4 separate regions of the Sus scrofa genome follow, and all the other regions are linked to region 1. A link is a contact called in public Hi-C and HiChIP or PLAC-seq data. All regions are on one chromosome and are shown on one strand. The core of a region is the stretch at or near the end of the contact, and the rest is flanking DNA. Distances in the headings are between cores, read along the strand shown.

Evidence for each region. A called contact is a pair of places that touch in the nucleus more often than the background predicts. HiChIP or PLAC-seq counts read pairs in DNA pulled down with a chosen protein or histone mark.
Region 2: an H3K27ac HiChIP or PLAC-seq map of alveolar macrophages shows a contact between it and region 1. The contact joins the promoter of NLRP12L here to the promoter of TSC22D3 in region 1. A contact is called at or near these places in 1 of 5 promoter capture datasets (liver), 1 of 47 Hi-C or Micro-C datasets (skeletal muscle) and 1 of 2 datasets of contacts at active chromatin or transcription factors (alveolar macrophages).
Region 3: a contact with region 1 is called in an H3K27ac HiChIP or PLAC-seq map of alveolar macrophages. The contact joins the promoter of PRPS1 here to the promoter of TSC22D3 in region 1. A contact is called at or near these places in 1 of 5 promoter capture datasets (liver), 5 of 47 Hi-C or Micro-C datasets (heart right ventricle, liver, retroperitoneal adipose tissue and 1 more) and 1 of 2 datasets of contacts at active chromatin or transcription factors (alveolar macrophages).
Region 4: a Hi-C map of embryonic fibroblasts shows a contact between it and region 1, with 4 times the contacts expected there. The contact joins the enhancer-like site here to the promoter of TSC22D3 in region 1. A contact is called at or near these places in 1 of 5 promoter capture datasets (liver), 22 of 47 Hi-C or Micro-C datasets (adipose tissue, blood, brain and 12 more) and 2 of 2 datasets of contacts at active chromatin or transcription factors (alveolar macrophages and skeletal muscle).

What each region holds. Positions count from the first base shown.
Region 1 is chrX:88,232,138-88,234,907 of Sscrofa11.1, forward strand. TSC22D3 (TSC22 domain family protein 3) reads right to left here and starts at 1,446. Exons shown (of 4, transcript XM_021080824.1): 1 at 1,135-1,446; 2 at 445-870. The coding sequence starts at 764.
Region 2 is chrX:88,402,068-88,404,837 of Sscrofa11.1, forward strand. It overlaps NLRP12L (NACHT, LRR and PYD domains-containing protein 12), which reads left to right and starts at 1,408. Exons shown (of 14, transcript XM_021079745.1): 1 at 1,408-1,499.
Region 3 is chrX:88,073,539-88,076,308 of Sscrofa11.1, forward strand. PRPS1 (ribose-phosphate pyrophosphokinase 1) reads left to right here and starts at 1,323. Exons shown (of 7, transcript XM_003135301.4): 1 at 1,323-1,695. The coding sequence starts at 1,574.
Region 4 is chrX:88,103,263-88,106,032 of Sscrofa11.1, forward strand. No RefSeq gene overlaps it. Among named protein-coding and RNA genes, the nearest start is that of PRPS1, 30 kb to the left of the region's middle. Within about 2 kb of position 1,384, at least 3 of the 83 cell types and tissues checked have an H3K27ac peak or open chromatin away from gene starts, as enhancers often do. A contact at or near this core is called in embryonic fibroblasts, where this site is marked.

The DNA.
Region 1 (2,770 bases), core at 196-2,695:
TGCAGTTTCCATCCGAGTTTGCATATTTAGAAAAAGGCTTTTGAGAAGGGGGGAACTCGGGATCCCAAGGGCATCCACCTCGGAATCTGCAAAGTGGCTGTAGAAATGTGGGCACTGGGGGGAGAAAGTGCTGCCAGCTCCCCCCAAACCGTCTCGGGCTCTGTCCACCTTCTGGGCGCCAGCATCTCCCTAGGAGGGCTTCTTGCAGGCACCTTTCAAAAACAGCATCCGCCAGGCCTCCCCTCAGGGGCACAGGAATCCAGGTGGCCAGCCTCGGGGTCGGGTCGGCCACCGCAGCCCGGGTGAACCTGACCTCCCCAGCCCACCCCCCCCGGACTTCGTGGTGGCCCCTTTTGTGCGAGCGGAGGATCCAGCAGAGGCCGGTGCGAGCCGGGACCGTGTGCCGCCGCCGCCCCCCCCCACGCCGTGTGCCCCGCCACCCACCTGTGGAAGAAGAGCAGGATGGAGAGCATGGTCTGGTCGATGTTGCGGTTGCAGATGCCCTCGTTGATCAGGTAGCAGGGGTCCCGCAGCACGGGCTCTAGCGAATCCTGCCGCATTATGCTGTTGAGCTTGTCGGTGTTGAGGTTCTCGAAAATCAGCTTCTCCTGCAGCTGCCGAAAGTTGCTCACGGTGGGGCTGCCCGGGTTGTTGTTGTCCCCGCTGCTGTCGCGCTGGAGCCCGCTCCGGTGGGCCAGGTCCAGGCAGCAGTTGCAGCAGTCGAGGCCGACAGGTGAGCGGCAGTCGGTCTTGGGCTGGGCCATCTTCTCCGCCTCAGGGGCCGCCTGGCCCGCGCGGTCAGGGGCGGCCGGCAGGTGCGCGCCCGCCGGGCCGGCCTGAGGGGACTCCAGGGTGTCTGGGAAAGACAAGCTGTGAGGAGAAGAGTTGTCAATTAGCGCCGAAAGCCGGCCACCCTCGGCTCGGCCCCCTTCTGGCTGCGCCGGCCGCTCGGGGTGCGAATAGAAACAGCTGGACAAACAGCTCTGAGCGGATCCTTCGGGCTCACTTCCTCCTCTTCCTCCTCCTCTCCCCCCTCCTCCTCCTCCCGAGGCCGGGGCCGCCCCCCCTGAGGTGCCACACGCGGCCCCTGCGCCGTCCCAAGTTTCCCAAGTGTGAGCGGGGCCCGGGGCGGACCTGTGGCAGCAGGAAGGGCGGGCGGCGGGGCAGAGGGAGAGCCGGGGCGCGCCCTCGCTCCCTCCCTCCCGGGCTCCCTCCCTCCCTCCCTCCCTCGCCGCCGGTTCGCTGGCTCGCCCGCTCTCGGGCTCCCCGGGGCTGCGCCGGCGGAGCGGTGGCAGGAGCCGAGCGCGACTGACTGAGCGAGCGAGCGAGCGAGCCGCGCGCCCGGGAGTCGGCGCGGGGCTTGTGACAGCATGCAAATGACCCCCGGTGGGCCGGCGGACCACGCGGGTCCGCCGCTTCCCCGGCGCGCGCCCCGGAGCCGGCGCGGTCCTGCCCCCACGCCGCCCCGCCCCCGCCCTCCGCTCCCGCACGGCCGCTCGCACCCTCGCCCGCGCGCCCGGGAGCCCCGCTCGGCTCCCCCTCCCTGCGCGCGCCGCGCAGCTCCCCGGCTCGGGCTCTCGCGCCGCGGCGGGCGCATCCTCGGCCAGAGATTCCCCGGGAGCCGGGAGCCGGGAGCCGGGAGCCGCGCCACCGGGGGGTTCGAGCTCGGCGGGCGGGCCGAGTTGCCTCGTCCCGCCGCGGCCGGGGCCCTCTGCCGCAGAGACGCCGCCTTCTTCGAGAAGCGGGGTCGGGGGCGGGTGGGGTGCCGAGAGAGCGGCGGCCTCGGCCCGGAGCCTGAGGGCGTCCGGCACGCGTCGGCAGGTCCCCAGACGGGCCTGAGACGAAAGTCACAGAAGCCGGCTCAACCGCTCCCCGGTTTTTGTCCCTGCCTCCTCCCTTCACTCATCTCCCCCTTTCCGCCCCCTTTGCTCGCTCTTCTCTTCCCCGAACCCCATCCGAGACATCAACGTCCCGGCTTCCGGCAGTGCCAGCCCCTTAGCAGGCTTCTGCCGCCCGCTGCCCCCCGCCCCCGCTCCCTCTCTTATCTCCATTTTCGCCCCCCGCTCCCCCCATCTTCCTTCTTTTTGCCCTTCTCCATTCTTCCTCTCATTTATTTTCCTTGTCTCCTCTTTCTTGACTCATTTCTGGTCTTGCCTTTCTTTCTCGCCCCCGTCTTATTATTTTTTTTCTCCTTTTCTCTATGTCCTCGTTCACCCTACCCCCAAGTCCTCTTACCCCCCTCGGTTTCTTTCTTCCCCCTTCCTTTCCCGCATGTGATTGCCCCTCTCGCTGACGCACCCCTCTTTCGCCTCAGTTTTGTCCCTTCCTCCCCACTTCACTCAGCTTCCCCCATCTTTCCAAACTTGCGCTCCCCTCTCTTTTCTGATCCCCCACCCGCCTTAGGTGATCTCTGTCCTTACCCTTTCCAGAGGTGGGGTGATTGGATGTTTTGGGGCACTGGGGGGGATGTCCTGACGCTCTTGGCTCTGAGGAGAAGGTGAGTCTGAAGCGGAGCTGAGGTGAAAGGGCAGGTTTGTGGAGAGCACGGCAGGTTGCTGCTGTGGGTCAAACCCCAGCTTTGTGAGAGCTGGGGATGTGCGGGGTTGATAAGTGGTAGGGTTCCCGCATGTCTCAGGACTTGGAGACTTAGAATACTTTGAATGCGTAGAATTCAGTAATTACTGCCTCCTGAAAAAAATTCAAAATATTCATGGTGTTCAGCTTTCACTGAAAACTCAGACGGATTTCAGTTGCAGCCAATACTCCCCAC
Region 2 (2,770 bases), core at 158-2,657, 170 kb after region 1:
GAGTCTTCCTCTCTCCCTCCTTTCTGCTGACCTTCTAGTGGTGTCCTTTCAGTCTCTCCAGGTTCTGGGAAGGGATGGGACAGGGATTAAGGGGATAATGGGACACACAACAAATTCAGGCCCTGCAAGATTCAGTACCAAGGCCAGAGAATCCCCAAAGCCCAAATCCTTTGCTATCTATCTCTGGTTCTTAGTTTTTCAACTACGAAGTGAAATGTAGGAGTAATGTCTAAGGTCCCTTCTAGCTCTAACAGTATTAATTTTTTCCGTAAGGGCAAGTTTAGTGAATGTGGTGGTAGGAGCCAAATCTACATACCTACTCTAAGAATGTGACAGGAGGGCAGATCATCAGGAACCTTACGACTAAAACAGAGAAGTGGATAACATGACTGTCACTTAGCGATCTCCACTAGATGCCCTTTGGGGCTGACTGTACTCCTCCATACACACTGAGTTTCATTCAGGGCTCCCCTGCCAATCTCCCCCACTTCCATTTGCCACTTACTTTTTAGCCCTCTCCTCCTTCCTTCTTTACTAAGATGCAAATACTGCTCTAGCTAGCCACTGATCAGTTTTAAATTTTAGGTCAGCTGTCTGATGTCTTCCATATGGCCATGTGGGAAACTGACAAAGACATTCCATTTTCCAAGGGCAGAGCAGGTCACTTGATATAGCAACCAACAAGGGTCCAATGTGCCACCTTTCCCAATCATAGCCCTTCTTCCTCAAACTTCCACTAATGCACCCCTTATGGGGCAGAGGAGAGGGTTGGCATCGCCACTAGTCCAAGTTTTCATTTGATCACTCATTTATTCATTCAATCACACATTTATTCATTCATTCAGCAAATAATTTATTGACAACTTCCTTGTGTCATGCGCTGGAATTCAGTGATGAATAAAATACAGTCTCTGCCCTCATAACACTCACAGTCTAGAGGTGAGGACAGTCACATAATAACAGAAGCTATCACCAATTGATTGCCTACAGTGTCCCTGACACTATTCTAAACACTTGAAATGTAGTAACTAATTTAATTCTCCCAGCAACGCTAGGAGGTAAAGACTAGTATCGGCTCCAAAGAACAGGAATAGTTAATCCCTGTGCCCTTGCCCAGACCAGCAGGTTCCGTGGTGGTGCCTGGAAGCCACTAACAAGGGTTTGGGCTCGGGATGGATAACTTTGGCAGAGCTAAACGAGTTTAGGGCCGGCATCCAGGAAAAAGACCCAGCCTAGTGGCTCCTGGATTCCGGGGGATGACCGGGCAGGATTCGCAGGACCGGGTTAGACACCTTCAAAATCACCCCCGCCGCGGTTTACCCCTCATCTTTTTTCCTCCCCTTTCCCTCCAGCTCCCCAATACCCCCCCTTTCCAGGCCGGCCCCTCCCTCTGAGCCGCCTCCTCTCTGAGTCATTTCCCCTTCCCCGCCCCAAAGACCTTGGCTCTCCCTTACCTCTGACAGAAAGGAGAGGAAGGGCAAACGGGCTTTGGGAATCAGGTGAGCGCTTTCCCCAGTGAGGACAAGAACCTCTCATCGCCTCCGCACTCTCCCCACCCCGCACCCCCCACCCCCCACCGCCCACTGTGTTAGGAGGGACAGGAAATCGAGGGAGTTTCCCTCCAGCTTCACTGTCGTCCAAAGGCCGAGGTGGCCAAGCGTGGGAGGTGCCACACCCCGCCCGGTGTCTCCTGGGATGTGAGGAGGGAGGCGATGGCCCAGTCCGGACAGGGTGAGATCGGCGTACCGGGGAAGGACCGTGCTGCCCGGGCAGCTCGGGGGCAGGGAGGCGGGGTCCACCCAGGAAAGGGGAGGGGGCGGAGCTCCCGAGGAGGCGCGTGTGCAGAGGGGGAACGAGGTGAGCACGCAGGACGCGGGGAACGCGCGAGTGCGCCGAGGGGCGCGGGGTGGGGGGACCCGCGTGCGTGCGGCGCGTGCGTGGGGGGGCCGTGCGTGGGGGGTGCGTGCGTGTAGGCGTGCGTGGGGGGAGGGGAGAGCGGAAGGCAATGCTGAGGGCCGCCGGGGGGTGGGGGCTGAGACCGCGAGCGCGCGGGGACTGAGGTAACGATGTCAGCGGAGCTGCGGCTGACAGCTTCGAGTCAGCTTATTTTTTGAGACGGGGGAGAGGGTGGATCCGTTTGAAAATCTGAGGAAAGCTATTGACCGTCTCCTCAAAACAAAAAAACCAAACCAAAACACATGGTGGTTCCCAGGCCCCCGGACGACCATCCGTAGACCCCAGGCTAGAGCTGAAAGACGGGAGAAGAGCCAGATGGGTGACTTTGGTAGTCGCCCCTGGGTCTGGTGACTCTGCGACAGGGGGACGGAACAGGTGACGGAGCCGTTGCCTCCTCTCTCTGTGGGCCCCTTCTGGGCTTGGAGTGGCTTCGAGGCCGGGTCCTCTGACCTCTGGGACGTGGCGCCTTCAAAGGAGGGCAATTTCTACCAACTGGGTCGTTCCAGCCAGCCCGCGGCGATGGGGAAGGGGCCTCGCCGCCAGGCCCCCCTGAGCTGCCCGCTGGTCAGCCCAGATCTGGGCACTGGCCTCAGACGTGCTGGTCAGCTCGCTGCCCTGGCTGAAGTCGGAGCGCGGGGCTTAGAGGCGCCTAATCCCCTCACCCACCACCCTAGGGTCTCCACAGCCCTAGTGTGGGGGGTGCGACACTTACCCCCGGTTGGGTAAGTGACTAGGAGAGCAGTGGATTGGGGTTCTGATCCCCTCTTTACCGTTAACTAACTGGGATGTGAAGCAATTTCCCTGAGCTTCCTGC
Region 3 (2,770 bases), core at 73-2,572, 160 kb before region 1:
ATGTTTTACATGTTTTTTCTGCCTTTGCCACTTGGACAAATTCCTTCCCATCTCTGGTCTCAGTTTCACCGTATGTAAAATAAAGCTAGTAGACTAGATGCTTTCTGAAGTCCCTTCTATTTTTACAGCTTGTAGTTAGGAGCATTATGGCACTCATAACTAAAATTGTATGATTCTAAAATTGTATGATTTTTCTCTTCTAACCCATGATTTGGTATGTTTAATGAAAATGTGGTGGGAGAATAAAGGCCCTCTTTGGTCTAATGAGCAGATACCATTATAAAAATAATAAAACAGGAGTTCCCGTCGTGACTCAGCAGTAACAAACCAGACTAGTATCCATGAGGATGTGGGTTCAGTCCCTGGCCTCACTCAGTGGGTTAAGGATGGAACGTTGCTCCTAGCTCTGGTGTAGGTGGCAGACGCGAATGGGATCAGATTTGCTGTGGCTGTGGTGTAGGTTAGCAGCTACAGCCCCGATTCGACCCCTAGCCTGGGAACCTCCATGTGCCACAGTGCAGCTCTAAAAAAATAAGTAAAAATAATAAAACAGTGGTGTAAAAGGACACATTAGCAACACATAGAATATGATGCCGAGGATAATGGGGCAGGACCAAAAAACAGGTTTTCTGATTCCTTCGAGGCTCTTTATCTGAAGTCCTGTAAGCATATTTTCTCTCCTTTCCCTGGGTCAGGTAAGTCAGACCTTTATTGTTCAGACGTTTCGAAAAATTCATAATTTTCTACTCCTCTGCTTGTCTGAACATGCTTGGTCCCAATGCTAAAAACAAAATGCATCCATCTCTTGCAGTGCCTCTGGATGATTCACAGTCACTTTCCCCTTGGTATTTGTCTTCCAGGCAAAGGCGACACTGAAATTGCTTGTTTGCCCTTTGGATGAGCCTGTGCTATGGGCGTCTGTCAGTGATGCAAACGTGCTTTAATTCAGCCTCTTCCTCACAAAAAGATAAAAATCACGTTCAGAAACATGCAAACTCATGTTCAGAAATCTTTCCTTCATTCTAACGAACCGGGGCTGCCCTCCTAATAAATAGATATTCTTAAGAGAAACTGTAAACCAAAGCCAAACTTACTTTCATGTGCTGAAAGAAAAATTAAAAAAAAAAAAAAAAAAAGCGTGGCTGATTTCCCGCTTGCGGGAGAAGTCTGGCCTTATGCGTCACCAGCATCCCTCCACCCCCAGCCAAGCGCGGGTGTCTCGGCTCTCTTCGGAATTGACAGAATTGCTACAGGGGGCGGGGCTATTCCTTAGCCTCGCCCCCTTCATTGGCTTCCAGTCAGTACCTGAGACAGCCGGAGGCAGGCGGAACTACGGCAAGGATCCGCCCCCTCGCTCGCGCTCAGCTAATCGGGGTGGGCGGGGTGTAAACTTCCCTGCTGACCCCGCCTCCCCGGCTCCGGGCAATTTAGAGTCGCGCGCCGGGCGGGAATGTAAGATGGCGGAGTAGCGACGCGAAGTGCTTAGTACTGAGTCTCCGGGCCGACTCAATTCGGATCTAGGCGGCAGCAGCAGGGATCGCTCAACAAAGAGAGCCTAGGGTAGTTGGCCAAGATGCCGAATATCAAAATCTTCAGCGGCAGCTCCCACCAGGACCTATCCCAGAAAATTGCCGACCGCCTCGGCCTGGAACTGGGCAAGGTGGTGACTAAGAAATTCAGCAACCAGGAGACTTGGTGAGGATGAAGTTGGGACCCGACCGGCCTCACCTGCCGGGGCGGACAGGGTCACACTTGGGCAGCAGAGGGTAGGGGGATGGGGCCACCGCGTGAGTTCCGCAGGGCCGAGGTGGTGGGGGGGAAGGGGCAGATCGGTAGCGAGCGTGCCCCACGGGCTGTTTCCGTTATTTTACCTCTCGCGGGAGGGTCACGCTAGTTCTCACCGTGCGGTGGGGTGGAGTCAAGATGGAGCAGGAGGCGAAGCTGCTGGGTTTAGACGGCAGGGGCTGGAGGACCCAACGCGGGGATGGAGGCTGCCCTAGAGCGACGAGAGGGGAAACACGTCTAGGCTCGGCAGTGGGGACACGTGGCTTTGTCGCTTCGCTGTTGAGCCATCCAGACCGGACTGGGTTCTCTTCAGAGCTTAGGCCGGCTTGCATGGGAGATCCTACTGCGTACTGAGTCCTCCTAGGCTTTCTCCTAGAGTCTAAGAAGCAGCTTTTCAATTCGAAACGGTGTCGGTCGGATTTTGTGTTGAGGGAGATTGATATTGTGTACTGAGGGCGCCAAAATTACTACCAAGGACTTCCCTCAGATTGGCAGGCGTTGGCTCTTCACATCTTTAGAATCGGAGCCATACTTAACTCAAATCTAGTCGAACGGATAAAATGATGCATTAACTGCATCCTGATTGCCAGCATCTCAGTTGGAGCGATCCAGAAAATCTTAGGGAACCTTAATTCTGAAATCCTCGACTTTTCCAAGTGTAGCTATTGATACAGACAATGCAGAAGCCTATTTTCAGTACCAGAGGCTATCCTGAACTTGCCCACTTCTTTTGACGCTGTGTGGGGAATTTAGGAAACAGTTTTATCCCTGAATGTTATTAAGATAATCAAGGAAAGATGGAGAGGAAGGCCAGGAAGGCATAGTGCATTGCAATGAATTTTTTTCATTGCTAATTAAATTTGCTCCCTCCGAGTTCCACCCTGCTCCCCCATCTTGGGGCCCTCTTATAAGATAACTTGGTCACCTGATCCTTTATACTCTTTCCCTCTAACCAGAGCATCTTCTGGTTCTGATAGGTGTTTTG
Region 4 (2,770 bases), core at 134-2,633, 130 kb before region 1:
GGCATCACCAGGTTCCATTTCCCCTCTTCTCCCCTCCCCTCACCCTCAACCAGAGTAAATGAGCACCTCCCAAATCTAATGCCTTTATCAAAGATTTATTTCATCTCAGGTTGGGGCTTTCCAGATGTGGAATAAAGTGTTTTCTGTTCAAGAGTTTATTTAACTGGGAGTTCCCGTCGTGGCTCAGTGGTTTACGAACCTGACCAGTATCCGTGAGGATTGGGTTCGATCCTTGGCCTTGCTCAGTGGGTTGGGGATCCAGTGTTGCTGTGAGTTGTGGTGCAGGTCACAGATGTGGCTCAGATCTGGCGTTGCTGATGCTGTGGCCGTGGGCCGGCAGCTGTAGCTCCGATTTGACCCCTACCATGGGAACCTCCATATGCCTCGGGTGTGGCCCTAAAAAGACCAAAAAGTTTATTTAACTTGCTCACTTATAGTATGTAGCCCTTAACCTGAAGGTTATTAGAATCATGTAAAACTTGAAATTTTAAAGAAAAACTCTCTCCTATTGACTTGCCCTCCTGCCTAGGTTGTGGAGGAGGGAAAGAGGCCTTCAGAAAAGGGTCCTATGGAGTTCCCGTCGTGGCACAGCGGAAACGAATCGGACTAGGAGCCATGAGGTTGTGGGTTCGATCCCTGGCCTTGCTTGGTGGGTTAGGGATCCGGCGTTGCCGTGCACTGTGGTGCAGGTCACAGACAAGGCTCGGATCTGGCATGGCTGTGGCTGTGGTGCAGGCCGGCAGCTGTAGCTCTAATGTGACCCCTAGCCTGGGAACCTCCATAAGCCATGGGTATGGCCCTAAAAAGACCAAAAGAGAAAAAGAAAGGAGTCATGTTATTGGTGACATCTCCCTAGTAACTTTGCAAGTTTCGACTGGAGACCACTGAGAGTAAACATCTTATTTGCAAAAGTAGCCATTACCGTAGTTGCCATTGTGGCTCAGTGGTAATGAACCCCACTAGTATCCAGGAGGACCTGGGTTTGACCCCTGGCCCTGCTCGGTGGGTTAAGGATTCGGCGTTGCCGTGAGCTGTGGTGTAGGTCACAGACACAGTTTGGATCTGGCCTTGCTGTGGCTGTGACGTAGGCCGGTAGCAGCAGCTCTGATTTGACCCCTAGCCTGGGAACTTCCGTATGCTGAGGGTGCGGCCCTAAAAAGACAGAAAAAAAAAGCAGCCATTACCTTTGGTCAGGAATGGAGCCAACCTCCTGCCCTTGCTTTAGTCTGCACCTCCAGTCTTTAGAGGTAGGGATACCAAGCCCCACTTCACCCCCATCATGGGGTAACTGGGGTCACCAGGGCCCTCTGTGCTGCCTCCTCTCAGAGCTGCAAATGGGAGAGGAATGCATACAGCCGTGGGGGTGGGAACACACCTCGTTTCCAGGCTGCAGCTTGACCAATCGTGTGCCTATTAGTCATTTGCTGCCTTTTGCCACAGCTGGCAACAATAAGGCTCTTCTAAAAGGCTTAGCCTTTTCTTTTCACAGGCATACCTGTGGCATATGGAGGTTCCCAGGCTAGGGGGCAGATCAGAGCTTCAGCTGGGACCTAGACCACAGCTCACGGCAACACCAGATCCTTAACCCACTGAGCGAGGCCAGGGATGGAACCCGCATTCTCATGGATACTAGTCAGATTCTTAACCCACTGAGCCACAACGGGAACTCCAAGGCTCAGCCTTTTGCACGTGATTATTCAAAAGCACACTCAGCCTTTTGCACACATTATTCAAAAGCAGTGGTGTCCCTGCCCTCAGAACCAGGCATTGGCACCTGGACACCACTGCTTGAAAGAGGTCTTGACGGTAATGATTGAAAGGCAAATGGTGCTGCAGCTGAAGACTCCCCTTCCTGCTTTATTCTTTCACCCGGCTTTTTGTTGACTTTTTAGGGCCACACCTGCGGCATATGGAGGGTCCCAGGCTAAGGATCCAATCAGAGCTGTAGCCAATGGCCTATGCCACAGCCACAGCAACACCAGATCTGAGCTGCATCTGCAACCTACACCACAGCTCACAGCAACGCTGGATCCTTAACCCAGTGAGCGAGGCCAGGGATCGAACCTGCATCCTCATGGATGCCAGTCGGGTTCGTTAACCTCTGAGCCATGATGGGAATTCCTTTCACTAGGTTTTGAGGCCCGTTTTCTCTTGTAGATCTCTTTCTGCAAGTCTCAGACTCCTTGTTTAAGAATAAAGCAAATTCTCCAAATTTTATGATGGATAAGTCTTGATGTTCTGTAGAATATTTTTTCTTTCTTTCTTTCTTTCTCTCGCTTTGCTTTTTAGGGCTGCATGTGTGTGGCATGTGGAGGTTCCCAGGTCAGGGGCCTAACTGGAGCTGTAGCTGCTGGCCTATGTCAGAGCCATAACAACGCAGGATCCGAGCCACGTCTGCGACCTATATACCACAGCTCATGGCAATGCTGGATCCTTAACCCACTGAGCGAGGCCAGGGATTGAACCCACGTCCTCATGGATCTAGTCGGGTTCTTAAACCACTGAGCCACGACCAGAACTCCCTCTGTAGAATCTTGGTTCAAGCATTTCTTCTCGATCACCTATTCCAAAGTCTAGGTCTTAGCAGAACAACTGCAGAGGAGCTAAGATGTTAACGGGCATATTCAGATCCCTTGTACTAAAGGCACGTGCAGGTTAGGATCCATCAGGCTACTCTTCTGGGATGTTTCTACCAGGGCTGGTGATGTTAGCTGCCTCAGAAGACCCTTATGCTGTTAAGAAAAAACCTGCGTCATTATGACACGGCGAA